3 separate regions of the Anas platyrhynchos genome follow, and regions 2 and 3 are each linked to region 1. A link is a contact called in public Hi-C data. All regions are on one chromosome and are shown on one strand. Each heading gives the region's core, a stretch centred on a gene start, on an enhancer-like site or on the middle of the called end of the contact. The rest is flanking DNA. Distances are from core to core; before and after follow the strand shown.

Evidence for each region. Hi-C and Micro-C count contacts between places; a contact is called where the count stands out from the background.
Region 2: a contact with region 1 is called in a Hi-C map of skeletal muscle, with 4 times the contacts expected there. The contact joins two enhancer-like sites. A contact is called at or near these places in 2 of 8 Hi-C or Micro-C datasets (F5 follicle and skeletal muscle).
Region 3: a Hi-C map of small yellow follicle shows a contact between it and region 1, with 4 times the contacts expected there. The contact joins the promoter of LOC101793969 here to the enhancer-like site in region 1. A contact is called at or near these places in 3 of 8 Hi-C or Micro-C datasets (F5 follicle, skeletal muscle and small yellow follicle).

Annotation. Positions count from the first base shown.
Region 1 is chr19:10,174,433-10,177,178 of IASCAAS_PekinDuck_T2T, forward strand. All of the region lies in intron 8 of LOC106019328 (a long non-coding RNA gene), which reads left to right. Among named protein-coding and RNA genes, the nearest start is that of COX10, 200 kb to the left of the region's middle. Within about 2 kb of position 1,334, at least 5 of the 8 cell types and tissues checked have an H3K27ac peak or open chromatin away from gene starts, as enhancers often do. A contact at or near this core is called in F5 follicle and small yellow follicle, where this site is marked.
Region 2 is chr19:10,268,388-10,271,133 of IASCAAS_PekinDuck_T2T, forward strand. The region is part of intron 2 of LOC110353853 (a long non-coding RNA gene); the gene reads right to left. Among named protein-coding and RNA genes, the nearest start is that of PMP22, 120 kb to the right of the region's middle. Within about 2 kb of position 1,329, at least 1 of the 8 cell types and tissues checked has an H3K27ac peak or open chromatin away from gene starts, as enhancers often do.
Region 3 is chr19:10,087,575-10,090,320 of IASCAAS_PekinDuck_T2T, forward strand. LOC101793969 (heparan sulfate glucosamine 3-O-sulfotransferase 3B1) reads left to right here and starts at 1,401. Exons shown (of 2, transcript XM_027471236.3): 1 at 1,401-2,004. The coding sequence starts at 1,574.

The DNA.
Region 1 (2,746 bases), core at 84-2,583:
ACCCACCCTATGGCCGTGGATGTGGCTTTTTGGCAGAGCAAGCAGTCAGCTGGGTCCAGCTCTGGGTGGCAGCGGGGAGAGGGGAGCCCTCAGTGGGTGCTCCTGGAGTGTGACGTGGGTGCCAAGTGCGTGAGTGTACATCTGAAGGGGGCATCTCTGATGCCCATCTACTGGGCATCAGTGGCCCAGTGGAAATCCTAAAGGTCTCCACTGCCCCTCAAGCATGGGGTGAGGACATTGGTGAGAAGGGCACAGGCACAGCTCGAAGGCCTATTTAGCAAATCGTCTGCAGCTGCTCAGACTGGGGAGTTCAAACTGTGTGGATGCAGTCTTGAGTGGAGCAGCAAAGGCTGGGAAGTTTCAATCCAGCCTTGTAGGTTTAATAAAAAAAAACAAAAACAAACAAACAAAAAAAAACTTCTTATCAGCAGGCGGCACATTTTCTCCCCAAACTTTCATTTTTTGTCTATCATAATGAGGTTTTGTTAAAAGAGAAAGAATCTGTTTTTCCTTTGGTGCAATGAGTAACAGGGATTTTTAGCTTTTCTTTTTCCTTTCTTTGCTGAAAATTTCACTATCCCGGGGAGCTGCTGCAGAGCTAACCCCAAAGAGCACCAGATCTGGACAGGGTTTGGAGGGTGCCAAGGACCCTGGAGGAGCTTGGGGAATGCTCAGATCTGAGGAGAAGTGCTGCATTTGTTCCTCAGGCTCTACGTTTCTTAGGCCAGGTTTTTCTGTGCTTATAATGAAGAAAAATTGAGCTTTTTTTTTTTTTAATTCCTATTTTGTTTTGGGGAGGGGAGGAGGCTGTTGTTGGAGTGTGGGATTACTAATCAAAATGGGGCTTTGGTCTGCCACGACATCTCTGCTGCAGTCTGTTGGCAGAGGAGCTTCTGAACTGCCTTGAGACGTGACAGAAAATAATCAGGGTGCTGGTGAGGACTAGCAGAAGGTCTGCTTTGTTTGGAGGCCGATGGGACGGTCCCAAGGTCAGCTCTTATCAGGAAGGGGAGGCTGCTCTGGGGGCGATGCACTGGGCCCAGAGGGCGCCTCCCCTGCCCCGAGGGGCGCTGACCTGGGAGAGGGCGCTTATGGGGCCGGCGTCTCTCCCTGGCCTTGCTGATAGGGATGCTGTGTTTTTTTTTTGTCTGTGGCTAACCCGCTTTCTCCTCTTTGACCCCTCCTGAGCATCCAGCGGCTTCACCTTGGCTTCTCCCTCAGTTCGGAAAATCACGTCTCCGACTTTTTTGTCAGAGCTGAGCTTCCCTGGGTGGTTGTGCTTCGGGCAAGAGCTGCATGACTCAGCTGTGAGCCACCGTGATGGCCAAAACACTGATTTAAACCCACGTTTCCAAACCTCCCTTTTTGTTTATCTCGCCTCTGTGCTGTCTGTGTTGCCCTGAGTCAGAACTGGGAGGCTTCCTGCCAAAACACCTCGAGCCACTTGCTTTACCAAACGCTGTCTTTTAGAAGTAAATGTGTTTTCAGGGGAACAAAAGCCAGATCTCGGGAACGTTCACACTGACATCTTTTCCTGTAAACAGCCTGGTTTTAAATTGAAATCAGTTTTGGTAAAAGGTTATTAGTAGCAAGCTGAAAGATAGAAGGTTGGGTATCAGCAACTGCCAGCGGTTTTGTTTGGAGATGTCTCATCAAACCTGCACTTTGGCCCGGCTTGTCCAGGGCAACCTGTGCATGGACTTCAACCTGCACGGAGAGTCCTGTGGGCACTGTTTTACTGCCTATTTTTAAAACTTGGAAAATAGGATTGATTAGCAGGAAACGGACAGGCATTTCAGCTGTTCTTTCACTTGCAGGTGGGCCCCAGTGCAAGCAGATGGGAGAACGTGGGCAAGAGCTTGAGTCTATTTGTTGGGGTGTTTTCTCTGCTCCACCCTAAAAGAAGTTTTGTTGGGGCTAGAGTTGTTTCTCTGGGGCAAGCTGAAGGAGGTGCATTTCCCTGACCAGTGCCATACAGCAAAGTAGGGTTGTACCCATGGCAAGAGGGAGCAGGGCTCTGCCCCAGCCCCTTTGGCTCAGGCATGGGCTGCGGCGTGGATTGGCACTGCCAGGCCCTCGTGTCCCTACAGCCACACACACAACACGAGGAGGTGCAGCTGCTGTTTCCTCTGGCACTTTGGGTTTGTTTGTCCTCCCCATTGTTTGTACACGGGGAGCTGCAGGGCAGAGCTGCCCTCCTCCCCGTGGGCACAGGACCGAGCCGCGGGGATGCTGTGTCCTGGCGTTGCGGTGGGCAGGAGTCCTCGCTCCTTGCTGCCGCTTCTGCGCCAGGTGGGACGGCTGCAGCTCTGGGTGATCGTGATCAGACGGAGACCAGGTGGAAACGTGCAGCGCTCACGTGGTGAGAGCTGGGTTTGTTTACCCTCAGCCTGAATTCAGCCCTCGGCTGCTTGTTCCTCCTGCTCAACAGGATCTCCCTGCGATGCTCTCCCAGTAACTGGGTCAGCCCGAGCAGAGGGCCCCGTGCCACGCTCCAAATGTCTGTCTGTCTTTTTATTCTTTGTTATTTATATATTTATTTATTTATTTTTTCCCAGTGCTGAATCCTTTATTTAAACTCTCCCCAGAAGCCTGGAATAAAACAAAGACCTGGATGTGATTCACAAACCCCAGTCCCTTGCCTAAACATTGTTCAGCCACATGTTACGTAGATAGATCACCTCTGTGGTCAAGAAGAAATGCCTCTTTTTCAGCACTGCCTTGAGCACAGACCGTCAGGGAGATG
Region 2 (2,746 bases), core at 79-2,578, 94 kb after region 1:
TTGGTGTTTCCCAGTGTCCGTAGGATTTAATCGGTTCCAGCCTACAACTATCAGGCTGGACAAAATGAGTCAGCCTCAGGTGGTTTCTCATTAAAGGAAGGCAGCTGGGTTGTGACAATCAGCCTTTCCAGAGCAATTCCTACAGCTGTGAGTCCAACCTGGGGGCATCCAGAAGGCATAGCCAGAAAGGGTCCATTGCAAACCATTGCTATTGCTCATCTGCCTTAGCTTATTTATGTAGTTTGATGCGTCATCCCCTCCAGTCAGAAGTGGGGGACCATCTGGGGGCTCACTACTGACCTCCTGTGCCACCCTTGCCATGTTCTGTGTCTCTTACATACAGTCTGCTGTCAAAAAAAATCATCGTCATCATAATAAAACCCCAACAGAGCTACTTAGCAGCTGTGTCATAATTCAAACCTGTGCCCCCACACCTACAAAATCTAAGCAAATTTGTGCTGCTTCCCACCACTGCCCCAAGAGCTCGGGTCCCAGCTGCTCTGTGAGTGCCAGGCCACCAAACCACCTTGATGAAGACCACCCCATCCCCAAACTCCCTCCAGTCCACCAGAGAAACCAAGTTAGCAGTATCAGGATGAACCCATGGATAGATGGGTTACTGTAAGGGAAATAAAACCTGTTGTTGTCACACCTCTGTACAAAGCTGCAAAAAATGTATTGGGGTCCAGCATCAGGACAAAGAAGCATCCCCAGGTGTTGAACTGTGTTCAGATTCTTGGCTTCTCTTGCAGCTATTGAGAAGCTAAAGGCAGATGTAACTCGTTGCCTACTTACAGAGCACATACACTACATGCAGGCAGCACGAATGCCCTCTTAGAAGTGGTATATTCAGGTGGGAGAGTTTGCAGTGTTGGTGTGGAGGTGGGTGTCTGCCCAGCACTACCTCCTGCCCCTTCCTATGCTCTGCTCCCCACAGCAGAGCCAGGAGCTGCACCTGGCCAGACACAGCTCTGCAAACACAGAAAGGCTGTGGGAGCCCAGGAAGAACATGAAACACAGCCCTAAACCTCACTGAAAGCCTGGCTCAGTCCAAGGCAGGCTTTTAGCAGTTCTCCTCCTGCCCTCTGCCCCAGCCAGCGCTGACAACACAAGGGTGCTAAGGGTAGAGACACAGCAAAACGCCTTGCAGGAGAGCAGCTCCCTGCTCCTCATCTCATTCCCCACTCCCCAGGGGCCCTCTCTCTTGATCACCTGAGAGACTGCCACCGAACCCTGCCCAAGGAGGGGCTCCCTGGGTCTGGACCCTAAATCCCTGCTCTCGGCTGTGATCCACAAGCAAAGGGACCCCAGGTGCTGCAGGGGTCACACAGTGCACCTGGGTGATACCCAGTTGCTAAAGGGTTAAAAATGGTGAGTGTGCCCTGGAGCAGGGGCTAAGCACCCCCACTGGGAGGTTACAGGTTGGGCACAGCAGCTGGTGTCTGGACCAACCTTTTAATAAAGCCCTAAGTATTTACCCTTTCAAAGGGGCTTGATGAAAAGATCCTCCAGCCTCAGATAGGTGGATTTTCCCCTCTGTCCCTGCTCCTTGGAAGATGGCACATGGGCATGCACGGAGCCAACAGGCAGAGAACAGACCCACCAGCACACAAACCCATCGCAGCTGCCAAACCAACCTGATCCCGCCAGCTGGTCTCGCTTAGCGGGGCAACAGGGGAGCTGCAAGAGGCAGGAAGACCGAGAGGGAAGTAGTTAAGTTGGAATTAATTTGTCACTCCATATTTAACCAACCTCAAAACTATTAAACAAATCTAATAGGAAATATCCCCCAGATTCCAGATACCTCTGCGTTGCCTGCTGGGGACCAGCCACCGCACAGGGCTTCAGCCGCCGGGCAAATTGGTGCAGGGGAAAGGGGTTCCCTCCTCCACCACCCCCAAGCCGTGCTTAATTCAAGTTTTACCCTAATCCTGGAGGATAATTCATGGAAGAAGCACAGAGGGTATCCGACACCCCAAGCTGAAGTGCTTTAGGGTTTCCTGGCTCTTGCTGGAAGGAAACACAGGGGATGCTGTAGGGCAGCAAGAACTTAGGAGCAGTGATTTCTGTCCTGGACTCATCAGTGATTTTTCCACCTCTCAGAAAGAAAAAAAAAGTATTCCAACTCCTCACACATTAGTTGCAACTACCACCCTCTCTGCATCTGGAATAAAGAGGGAATTGGGAGATTTAAGGCTCCAGATGGAGTGGAATTGGATTTTATTGCCAAAAGCACAAGCTCAGCAGCTAGAATATGGAGAGAAACTAGGGGTGGAAAGCTTGCCTATAATATAACAACAAAAAGCAGCCTATAATATAACAACAAAAAGCAGCTTTTTCTTGCAAATGGGTGAATCCAAGCCAACCCCTCTGCATGGCTTGAAACAGTTGGTGACAACACTTTTCTTGCCGTGGGACGCTGTTAGTTGTTGCCTCAGGTGTGTGCTCTGCTTTTGAGTGAACAGAAATACAAGAATATCCTCCCCTGGATAAAGTTACCGAGGAAGTATCAAATATTGCAAGGAACGGAGTTCTGCCTAATTACTATAGCAGAATAAATTGAGATGAGTTTTGCATAAGCACCCTCCCTGCCGAGGATAACCAGCCGTGTAGTTTAGAGTGGTAACCCACCGTATTTTTAAAAGAAAAAGAAGAAAAGCAAGGCCAGTTGCTGGCTGGAAGAGCTTGCACAACCGCTCGCACTAGCATTCATCTTTGCCCTGATTAAAGCAACATTCCCCGAGTG
Region 3 (2,746 bases), core at 151-2,650, 87 kb before region 1:
GCACACGGGCGGTGAGCAACCTCACAGGGGGGTTGTGGAGAGGCAGGGACTTCGTCAAACACAGAGCCACGGGAGGGTGGCTCATCAAAAAGCCACAGCAGAGGCATATCTGTGGGAAACGATCACTGCACAAACACATCCTTCTGCAGAAATACCACTTTGTTTCTCACACATCCGAGTGCTTTGGGGAGGAGGAGGAGGAGGAGGCGATGGCAGAGATGTCCCCAGTGTCACCCTGTGCCATGAGTGCCCAAGCCCCAGCTGGGAAATCCCTGCAGCAGTGAGCGCAGGGGAGTGAGGGACATGGGGACGTGATTAGTGAGGGACTTGGTAGGTGGTTGGACGTGATCCTGAAGGTCTTTCCCAGCCTGGATGGTCCTGGGTCCCCGTGAATCCCAGCCTGGCCGAGGGCCTGCAGGAGGGCCGCAGCTGGAGCCGTGCCGAACCCAGGGCAATGCGGATTGACAGGCAAAATCCCAAACTGCATCATCCTGTCCTACGGCTCTCCTGTGTGTCTGTACAGTAGAGAGACCTCTGAACCCGCGTCTTTCCTCTAGCAATTAAACTTACTATTTTGTCATTACATCTTGTTTGGGGATAAAGGTTAACATTCTTGTGTGAAGGCCCCGGGGGGCAGCCCAGGCTGGGGGTGTCTTGGCCAGGCTGCTGGGGCCAGGCTGCTCCCCACGGGGATCGGGGGCGCACCGGGTTGGGGAGAAATCTCATGCTGTGGGCTCGGGCCTGAAATCCCCTTAAATCTCCCATTTTTTGTGGTTTTACAGCAGGAGGCGAGGCGCAGACCCCATGGACACAGCCCCTGAGGAACCCCCCCCCCCGCGGTGCTGTTTCAGGGGTGGGTGCCGGCAGCCCGGGGCAGGGCGGGTGCCGCTTCCCCACCCCACAGCAGGGCTCGGGGGGCTCCGAAATTTGGGGGCTGCGGGGTCAGAGCGGGGAGAACAGCGCTCAGCAGGCGGAGGAGCCCCGGCTGCAGGGCTGGAGATGCGGCGGAGGCACGGTGCAGCCCCCAGCACCCAAAGGGGGGTTGGTTTGGGGACTTGGGAGCTGAGGGCAGCACCCGAGCAGCACGGGCGTGGGGCGTCGCCTGTCGCGACAGCGCGTGGCCGTGTCGCCTATCGCCCTGCCGCCCGCTCCGTACCGCGGCCGCTCCTGAGGCAGCCCCGGGCGCGGCTCCCCTCAGCGCGCCGCAGCCAATCAGCGCCTCTCCTCCCCCCCGCTCCCTCCCTTCTCCCCGCCCCTCCCCTCTCATTGGCCGCTCCCTCCCAGCGGCCGGGCCGGCCAAGCGGCGGAGCGCGGCGCTGATTGGCCGAGCCCTCTGCCCGTCACCCGCCTCCCCTACCCCGTCCCCCGCCCCTCCGCCTTGGCTCCGCGCTGCCCGCGGCGGCGCCGCCGAGAGCGGGGCCGGGGCCGGGGCCGGGCGGGGGGCGCCGAGGGGGCGGCCGCGGGGCCGCGCTGAGGCCGGGCCGGGCCGGGCCGGGCAGATCCGAGCCGAGCCGGGCGGCCCCGAGCCGAGCCGAGCCGCCCCAGCCATGCAGCCGCGAGCGGCCGCGGGCACATGGGGCAGCCCCTGAAGCGGCGCCTCGACGTGCCCGGCGCGGTGCCCTCGGTGCTGCGGCGGCGGCTGCTGCTGCTGGGCGCCATGCTCGGCCTCTGGCTCTGCCTCTTCTACTCCTGCGGCGGCTCCTGCGCCGGGCTGGCGGCCCCCGGGGGCTCCCCGGAGCCGCGGGGTCCGTCGGGGGGCGGCCCGGCCCCCCCCCCACCTCCTCCCCCGCCGCCCCCGGGGCTGCCCGAGGCCGCCCGCCCCATCTCCAGCCTGACCGACGGCACCGGCAGCAAGCGGCTGCCGCAGGCCGTCATCATCGGCGTGAAGAAGGGGGGGACGCGGGCGCTGCTGGAGTTCCTGCGGGTGCACCCCGACGTGCGCGCCGTCGGCGCCGAGCCCCATTTCTTCGACCGCAACTACGAGCGGGGCCTCGCCTGGTACAGGTAGGGCACGGCACGGGGCGCCCCTCCCGGCCCCTCCGCGATCCCCCCGCCTCCAGGGAAAACCCCAAAATCCCCCCCAAAAAGCCCTGAGCCCGCTGGCCCCGTTACCCTCGGTGCGCTCAGTGCTGGAATCGCACAGAAACGCTTTTTTTTATTATTATTAATTTTTTTTTCTTCCCCGCCGCTCGTCTCGCCGCGCTCCCGGGGCTTCATTTTTATTATTTTTTATTATTTTTTAATTATTTTTATTATTTATTTGCCGGCGCCTCCGTTTCCCGCACCCTCGGAGCGCGGCCGGGGCGGGACCCCCGGGGGGGGAATTTCATAGAGGGGACGGGAGAAGGGGCCGGGAAAGCGGCCGGCGGCGGGCGAGGCGGTAAAAGCGGTATTAAAAGCATTGAAAAGCATAAAAAGCATTTTAAAAAAAGCTCAAAAATCGCGGCACCGCTTCCCGCAGATGCCCCCGTGCGGGAGCCCGCAGGGTGCGGGGGGGATGCGCAGCCCCGACGGCAGCGCCTTCGGTCCCCCCCCGGCGCCTCCGTGTTTTAATTCAGCTTTAATTCGGCTTTAATTCGGGTTTAATTCGGCTTTAATTCGGGTTTAATTCGACATCCGCTGGCTGCGTGCAGGGAGCAGCGACCCAAATCTTGTGGCCGGGTGGCAGCCGAGCCCCAGGAGCTGCCACCCTCGGGGGTTCTCCGCGGATTTCGGACGGTGCCAGCCCTCGGCTGGTGGTCAGGGG